Linked DNA regions of Mus musculus: regions 1 and 3 are each linked to region 2. A link is a contact called in public Hi-C data. All regions are on one chromosome and are shown on one strand. Each heading gives the region's core, a stretch centred on a gene start, on an enhancer-like site or on the middle of the called end of the contact. The rest is flanking DNA. Distances are from core to core; before and after follow the strand shown.

Evidence for each region. Hi-C and Micro-C count contacts between places; a contact is called where the count stands out from the background.
Region 1: a Hi-C map of embryonic stem cells shows a contact between it and region 2, with 8 times the contacts expected there. The contact joins the promoter of BC034090 here to the promoter of Lhx4 in region 2. A contact is called at or near these places in 1 of 39 promoter capture datasets (embryonic stem cells), 24 of 484 Hi-C or Micro-C datasets (all in embryonic stem cells), 6 of 115 datasets of contacts at active chromatin or transcription factors (all in embryonic stem cells) and 1 of 9 other capture datasets (embryonic stem cells).
Region 3: a contact with region 2 is called in a Hi-C map of embryonic stem cells, with 1.9 times the contacts expected there. The contact joins the promoter of Fam163a here to the promoter of Lhx4 in region 2. A contact is called at or near these places in 5 of 39 promoter capture datasets (the C10 cell line, embryonic stem cells, liver and 1 more), 7 of 484 Hi-C or Micro-C datasets (all in embryonic stem cells) and 4 of 115 datasets of contacts at active chromatin or transcription factors (all in embryonic stem cells).

What each region holds. Positions count from the first base shown.
Region 1 is chr1:155,243,245-155,245,944 of GRCm38.p6, reverse strand. BC034090 (cDNA sequence BC034090) reads left to right here and starts at 1,413. Exons shown (of 10, transcript NM_001370865.1): 1 at 1,413-1,759. The coding sequence starts at 1,716. It overlaps Gm31102 (a long non-coding RNA gene), which reads right to left. Exons shown (of 4, transcript XR_878641.3): 1 at 2,466-2,700.
Region 2 is chr1:155,740,708-155,743,407 of GRCm38.p6, reverse strand. Lhx4 (LIM homeobox protein 4) reads left to right here and starts at 1,381. Exons shown (of 6, transcript NM_010712.2): 1 at 1,381-1,606. The coding sequence starts at 1,531.
Region 3 is chr1:156,203,586-156,206,285 of GRCm38.p6, reverse strand. It overlaps Fam163a (family with sequence similarity 163, member A), which reads left to right and starts at 1,260. Exons shown (of 5, transcript NM_177838.3): 1 at 1,260-1,456.

The sequences.
Region 1 (2,700 bases), core at 164-2,663, 500 kb after region 2:
GACTGAGTTGTCAGTGTATGGTGATCGATCAGCACTAAACCAGAGCAGAAAGTGCCTTGTGGAGGAACTTACTCTGCGAACATGGCAGGAAGACGCTTCAGACCCTGCTCCACAGAGCCGTGAGCCTTGAACCTGCTCACTTACACAGGGTTTGCCCAGGATAAACCCCTTGGTTCCTAAACCGGTCCTGGGCCAATCTACTGTCAGTTTCCCAGGGTGCGGCTCAGACCAGATTGCCTGCCTCGGTGTTCCCTCCCCCATCCAGCTCCCTTAAAGGGAGATAGACATCCTTTCTGTTTCCATGGGACTCGGTTTGAACCCAGGGCCTCTTGCACAATAGGCAAATTCTCTACACCCATCCCTACATCCTCAGCCCATTTCTCCCCTTTTCCTTTTGAGAACATGTCTCACTAAATTGCCTAGGCTGGCCTCGAACTTGCAGCAGGATCCTCCTGCTTTAATCTCTGAACAACTGGGACTACAGGATTACACCCGCACAAGGGGTAGAACTGCCCTCTCTCTCCTGTGCTCTGCTAGGACCTTAGCTTTGTGCATCCTTTCCAGTAGCTACACCGGCCATCTAGCAGCACAAAAGATTAAGTAAGTGAAACTTGTTGGCCAAAGAAAGAAGAGAGACCACTTTCTCTTTTCAGAGACGTCTGAAATGTCCTGGTTCTTCTTACTGTTCCTTTGGGGGTAGGGGAATAGTCAAAATGGGTTTGGACATTGGAGAGACTTAGTCACCTCCTGGTTAGAAAGAGGAAGCTCCATGGATTTGGGCACAATTGCCAGCCATTTGGTGGCTCCTTCACGGAGGCCTGTACCCAGGTCTGTTCGGGAATCCTCCACTGCCCCAGAAGCGGTCCCTTCCCCAAGCAGCTGGCAATGCAGGCCCAGCTCTTGGTGGCTCCGGATGAGCAGTCAACGCCAGCTTACCCCAAGGCCTCAACGAACCTTGAATGATCTTGACCTAAGAGGGCGCCCAAGGGTGATGGGGCGGCCCTGCGGAGAAGCCCACCGACCCATCCCGAAACGTTCTCCACACAAAGTCCGGTCCTCAGCTTCTCGCTCCAGCGGAGCCGGTGGAGTCGGCTGAAGCTTGTCGCCTTTTGCGCTCCGGCTGCGCCCCCGAGTCACCCGGGCGCCCCTCCGCTTTCGCGCCCGTGTCCCCGGGGAGGGAGCTGATCGGCGCCCGGGACAACGGCCCCGTGGCAGCCAGTGAGCCCCAAATTCAGGGCGCATCCTCCGGCCGTCTAGGCGGCCCTGGCTCCAGGAGTGGAGCGGAGCCGAGGAGGCTCTGGGCTCCCGGCGTGCGCCCGGGTCGAGTGGCCACGACCCTGGGAGGCCGCGGGAGGCTGGGGGGTGGGGACAGGCCGAGGTCGCGGCTCCTCCAGCCCCTTCCGCCGCCCCTCCTCTCGCCTTCCTCGCCCTCTCTTCCCAGGCCGGCCCGCGAGGCCGCTGGCTGGGCCTTTCACCTTCAAGCAAAGCTATGAAGTAGCGGTCGCTACGGCTCCAGGCGCCCAGCGGGGCCAGGGGCGCCGCGCACTCCTGCCAGCCCGGCCTCGCCTCGTGGGACCCGGGGCGGGACACGCTCCGGGGACGAGGCCTGCGGGCCACACTCCCGTCCGCCCGCCCGAATTCAGGGCGAGTCCGGCCCGGGACTCTGCAGCGGCCCCGGACGGGGAGAGTGGGGCAGGGCCTCGCCTCTCCGAGGGATGGAGGGGATGGAGGCGGCGGCCAAGCCCGCGCGCCGCTCTCAGTGAGTACCGAGAGGACCCGGGCGGGGTGGCGGGGCACACCCGGGGACACCCGACCTCCGGCCGCCGCAGAGCTGGAAGGGTCGTGGAGGCTCGCCCTTCCTGTCCATTTTCATTCCAGGTTTTTTTCTGAGTTAGAGCATCGGTGCTAGGAGTTACGACATCTTCCAGGAAGGTCGTCCGGAGGCCTTCAGTCCCGACTGTCTCATTCCTTAAGGTCTGCGGACAAGTCTAGAGCGAAGCTCCAGGGTTGACCCATCAATTTTTCTAAAAGCTCACATTACAACCTGGGCTTCTGGATTGGATCTCAGAGAAGAGGTAGCTGAGCCACAAAGAGAAACCTAGTACATTTTCGATCAGTGATTCTCAGTCTTAATGCTGCGACCCTTTAGTACAGTTTAAGTTTATCATGTGGTGATCTCCAACCATAAAATTATTTTCGTTGCTACTTAATGACCGTAATCTTGCTACTGTTACGAATCATAATGTGAATATCTGATATGCAGTATATCTGATATGCGACCCCGTGATGCCAAGAACCGCTGCTCCAGATGATCTAGTAGAGAAAATGACTTCTACTATCCCTAAACTTCACAGATTTACTGCTGTGAAATTCTGTGTTATATATGTATCTTGCTTCATAAAATATGTATATTCTGAAAAACATGTTAATTTAATAATTATAATGAATTACTTTAAGAGACTTACCTTTAAGAACATCTTATGGTGGATCCCTATTGTGAGAAGGGAATAATTAACCTCTAATATATACTCTATGCCCAAATTCTTACACGCTGAGAGTTTACTTCCTATGGGACACAGGTAGACTAGGGTGACTTCTGAGTGTTCTGAGTAGTCACTAAGACACAGTAGCTTATACAGGGAGTAAAACAGTTGTCACGTCATTCTCTGTAAAGCTATTGGAATCAGCCAGGCCACCAAG
Region 2 (2,700 bases), core at 132-2,631:
GTCCGAGGTGGCTGTGGCTGGGCCCAGGGCTGACCCGGTAGGTTTCTAGAGCCGGTGGTCAGGAGGCGTCGAGTGTTTGAAAAAGTGCTAGCGACTTCGTCCCAGCATTGATCTTTGCTTTATTGCCTCCAGGAATGAGAATGGGAAGAATGAGTTTTCTACGCGCGCGTTTGTGTCTGTGTGTGAGTCTCTGTGTGTGTGTTAAACACAACAGCAATGCACGCCCTTTGCTGGTCAGCCCCGGGGGCCCGGTGCACGCCTCCGCCCAGTACACACGCGGCCAGGGATCGTTCAAAGTGCCCGCAGTGGCAGCCGGTTCGGCCGAGCAGTCTCCAGGAGCCAGAGAGGGCGGATCTGGGTGGACGCCGGCTGGAGACCCAGTTGGGAGGGCGGGCGGCTGGGAGGCGTGGGACTAGGACTGGACCTCGGGTGGTGAGAGTGCCGACTGTGGCGGAAGGCCGAGGCGAGTGTGGGCGCGCACGAAGACCCGCGCCCGGCCACCTTCGTGCGCGGCCCAGGCCGCCTGCCTCCATCCGGCTCCGTGGCGGCCCACTGCGTGACTCGCGCGTTCCCGGCCGAGTACGAGCTGTCCCTGGCCCTGCCTCAGCCAGACGCGGGGGAGAGAGAGTAGGGTCTGGTTAGTACCGGCCGGAAAGGAACTGGCCAGGAAAAAAAAAAAAAAAACAAGTGGAGGATGGATGGAATCATCCAGTTACAGAACACGCTCCGTGGGCTGGAGAAGCTCTGAACTCGGAGCGCCAACCCAGGGTCCGCTGGGTCCTGGCCCACCGCGCCCCCTCCTTGATCCTAGAGGACCGATGCTGGGGGCGAGCGGGGAATCCCCAAAGCTGGCAGAAACCAGCTCTGCGTGGTCCCTGCGCTCCGGGACCACCTGCTGCCGCGGCCCAGCCCGCCGCAGTATTTATACCGGGGCGCGAGCCCGCACGGCAGGGTGGGGGAGGGGCTGCAGGCCCCGCCCCCTATCAGGCGGCCCCGCCCTCCCGCACCTCCGACCAGATTCGGGGCTACCGAACCCCCCCTACTTCTCGCCCCCTACTCTGGCTAGCCGGGGGTCTGCAGCGGGCTGCCCGGTTGGCAGCACTAGCTGGAGGGCGGGCTTCCCTGCGGAAAGCGACGTCACGGCCGCTCCTGCAGTGTGAATGAATCAAAATGCCTGGGTGACCGCGGCCTCCAGGGCAGCCGGCACGCGAAGGGTGGAGGGGGAGGGGGAGAGGAGGGCGGGGAAGGGAAGGGGGGGAGCCAGAGCTGCAGCAACAGTGTCTCCTCAACCCGGGATGTGCACCAGCCCGGGAGAGCGAGATCAAAGGGATTTGAAACAGCCTGAGGACTGGCGGGGGAGGGGGCCAGCCAGCTTGTGGAGTCCTCCCGGAGACGCGGAGGGCTCGGTTTCCTCTGTGACTTCAGCGGCCTGGTTGGTTTTATTATTATTATTTTCAAATTTCCGAATCCAGCCAGAGGGAGAGAGCGAGAGATCTCGGTAGACTGCGACTTGCTGCCTCTGGCTCCAAGATGATGCAGAGCGCGGCTGTCCCCGCGGAGGGGGCTGTCAAGGGGCTCCCGGAGATGCTCGGTGTGCCGATGCAACGTAAGACACCCTCCTTTCTCGCTAATTTAATTTGATAACAAGACAGCTAACAGCCTCAGCGGGTGCGGGGAGGCCGGACGCGCCGTTCAAGGCACTGACCGGGAGGGGTCGGGGTGCAGAGGCGGTCACAGAGCTGGGGTACTACCAGTCAGTGTTTGAAGGGCTTGACTCTTGGCAATTTGGGATCGAATTCGAAAGATTCCGGGATACTGTTCGTGGAGGGCCCAAGGGTATAGAAAGTAGCATCTTTGGGCCGTCGCTTTTATGAGAACCCTAGGGAGGATGCTGTTTGGGGACAACAGAGGTTTCCAGCTACAGGCCAGGCCCGAGGGCAAAAGTGGTCCCCCAATTGATTACCTTTCGCGGCAATGGCCAAAGCTCGCAGAACCGCTGGTACAACTTTACCCCAGCTGGCGGGAAGTTGGAGAGCGCGTCCCGGGTCGCAGGGCTGTACAGAAGCCCCCTGTCACACTCTTGGTTTCGGCAGTTCGAGCACTTGATTGAGTCCCCAGTCACTGCTGCCCGGGGCACCCGCCGCCTGTGTTGCCGCCAGCAGACTGCTCCGGGTGAGCGAATGCACTCGCCACATTCCAGCTAGCCGAGGAATGCAGCGGCGAGAAGCTCTGGAACGAAGTTGTGCGTGCAGCCTTTGCTTAGGCGAGGGTAGGCAATCTTAGTGGCGCGGGGCTGGAAGAGGGAGAGAGACTCAGACGTGTGGGCACTTTGCTAGCTCTCTCAATTTCTTCCAGAGCCTGCAATTAGTTACGGCAGGTCTCTCACCCCAGGTTTCTGGTTTGTACGGATGTGCACACACGGCAGAGATTTTCCGGGTGGGAATCTGTCTGTGTTTCCGACTCCTGAACAGATAGAAGCAATCTGTGCAGAGACCCGAACAGGTTCTCAGGCTTAGCGCGCGCTTGCGGGCTCCTGGTTAAGTCTGGGTTTACAAACGGCTGCACTGGGCTAGGTGCCCCTGGGTACCCTAGAGAGATGAAGGGTTCCCTCGATGGGCTTGCCAAGAGACTACACTTCCGCTTACGACTGCTTTAGTGATGCGGTAGGAGTTTATTGTAAGTAAGAGCAGGCTCACCCAG
Region 3 (2,700 bases), core at 11-2,510, 460 kb before region 2:
GGTGGTACACAGAGGAAATGTGGGCTGCATATTTAAAACCTGTGAAGAGAAAGTAATGAGGTTCTGAACTACAGAAGTTCCCCTGCAGGGGCGGGGTGGAGGGGGAATGAGATGAGTAGTCTACCCTGGTGACATCTTTCTTATTCCTTGATCGGATCACACTGGGGACCTATCATGTCTCGTGTTTGGAATTTCATTTTGGTTTCTCAAATCTGCGGTCTTTCCCTCGAACCACTCAGACTATGCAGGATGTGAAGAAGAAAACATCCTGACTGTAGTGGGGGAAAAAGCCGAGCTTATCCTGCAGGACCCAGCTTCTCCTTCCTCTGAATCGTCAGGGTTTGTGAAACAAGCCTGTGAAGTGGGTAGGATTCTGAGAAAGGAATTCTGGCCTGAGAAGCTTTGGCTAGGCTAACTTCCTTCCCTCTCCTCCTGTCCTGTTCTCCAAGGAAACCTTCCAACGACTACCAGCACAATTTTCCTGTTTGGGGTACAGTTCACAGGCACCTCTCAGTTGTAAAGCACTTGTTGCCAAGTCTGACCACCTGAGTTTAATCCCTGGGACCCACAGGGTGTAAGGAAAGAACTGATTCCAGCAAGGCTATAGTATGGACATCTACATATACATGCATGCATGCATGCATACATACATACATACATACATACATACATACATACATGTAAAAAAATTAAGGAGACATCAGTAAAGAAATCCCTATCATCACTAACGTTCCTCTTGTCTCTTTCCTGACAGATCTGACACGCACATACTCTAACTCTGCCCCCTCCACGAGGGACCTCAGCTGTCACTAGACTCCCTGGCCTAGATGTGCCTTGAAGGTAGCTGTTGAGGTGATCCCCCTTCAGTGGACAGCTACGCACTCTGGCGCCTAAACTCTCTTTCGAGATTTTCCATTCTGGACCCCGTCTGCAGCTCCCTAAGTCCCCACTACTGAGTCATCCCTGGAGAGCCCCGACTGCTGGGCTCTGTGTTTCTTGGGCTAAAAGGCTGCGAACCTGAGTGAGAGATTTTTCTGGACCATCACTCCAGCTGACCCATCACCCCACTAAGAGCAATCCTCCTTGCGGGTTGGGGATTCTCTCAGGACACCCTCTAGCTCCTATCACCTGCCCCCATCCTCGGCCACCTGGAGGAGCCAGGAGATTCAAGGTTGGGTACCCAGCCAGTGCTCTCAGAGCCGGGGCGGGCAGAGCAGCCTCACGTGGGCCGGCAGGGCCACCGGCGCTGGGAGGAAGGCGCGCAGAGTCCAGGGCAGCGCTGAGTGGGAGCCACGGCAAGAGCCACGGCGGAGAGAAGCCCGGACCCGGGGACCCAGGAGGCAATTTCCTACGCAGAGGGAGTGAGGCGGCGCGGCGGAGCAGCAGACGGATCTCTGGGCTCGGTGCGTGGATGTGCCCGGCGCTAGAGCGCTGTCGGGGGCGCCTGAACACCTAGGTAAGCGCGCCCCGGCGCCGCCTTGCGCAGAGCACCCGCCTTAACCGGGCTCCGCGTCCTGGCTCCCGCAGCAGCTCCTAGAGGCGCTGGTGGGAGGCTGCGGGCTGCCGGCCCCTGGAGCCCCTCGCTTCCACCGGTCCTCACCGATCAGCCCCTCACCACTTTCCCTGCTCCGGCCTTCTTTCATGGGGATGCGGAGGCTGAGCCTTGGTGCTGGCGACACTCTGGGACCCTAGGAGACCACTCGCAGGGCAAGCGACACTGGATGTCCCCCCCACCCCGATCTCCTAGGCAATGGGTGGGTGCGGGGGGTTGGAGAGCGCTGCCCTGCTCATGGGCAGCCGTCGGTTGATGCCTCCAGGTTCCAGCAGGCTTGCTAGAGATTTTCCTGAAGTTTTACGAAATAATGAGGGCAGAGGTGCTTCAAGGGGCGGGATGTGTGGGCACAACAACGGGAGGGAGTTCGAGGACAGTTGTCTTTGCCAGAGACTCCGGGTCCAGGGCAGCCGGAGGTTCCTGGCTGTTTAGAGGTCCAGCTCCCTGCCAGGTTCATTGCCTGCTTGCTTCTGGACCCCCGGAACCATCTCTTGTATCTGCATCCCTGACCCTGTGTCAGTCGCAAGGAAGCTTCAGCTAGTGGCATTAAGGCTTGACCCAAATAGAGACCAGGGACCAAGGGACAAAGTCTTGGAGTCTGCTGCTGGGTCCTGGTCACCCCAAGCTTTACTGCTAATGTTGGTGCTCTACAAGACTCCCTAGAAGGGTGGTGTCCTCAGAGCTCTGAGACCCAGAAGACAAAGAAGAAAAGCCGGAAAGAAACATAAGAACTATCAGCTCCCAGGGCTATTCATCCCCTTTGATTGTGACTGGGGAGTGGGGGAGGGCATTGTTTTTGTTTGTTTTGGTGTTTGGTCTCGCCAGGACATTCCTTTTCTCTGCGTGGACCTGTGGGGCCCTGGACATTTGTGCTTCTTAACAGGTTTGATGTGGCAGGTAACCAATTCAGACCCATTCTCTAGGTTTTCCATTCTGTGAGGACAGCAGACCCTCTCCTCGTTCAGGACCACATTACTGGCCTGACTGTAGGAGAACAGGAACTGGGGGTCTTTCAAGTAGGCTGAGGGGTTCCAGGGAGGCAACCCGGTAACTGGCAGGGATTGATGTGTGCCGTGGGATCTCTGGATCCTGCCTGTGTCAGAGCCGGTCCCAGGAGAGACAATTCCAGACACAATAGGAGGAAGTAT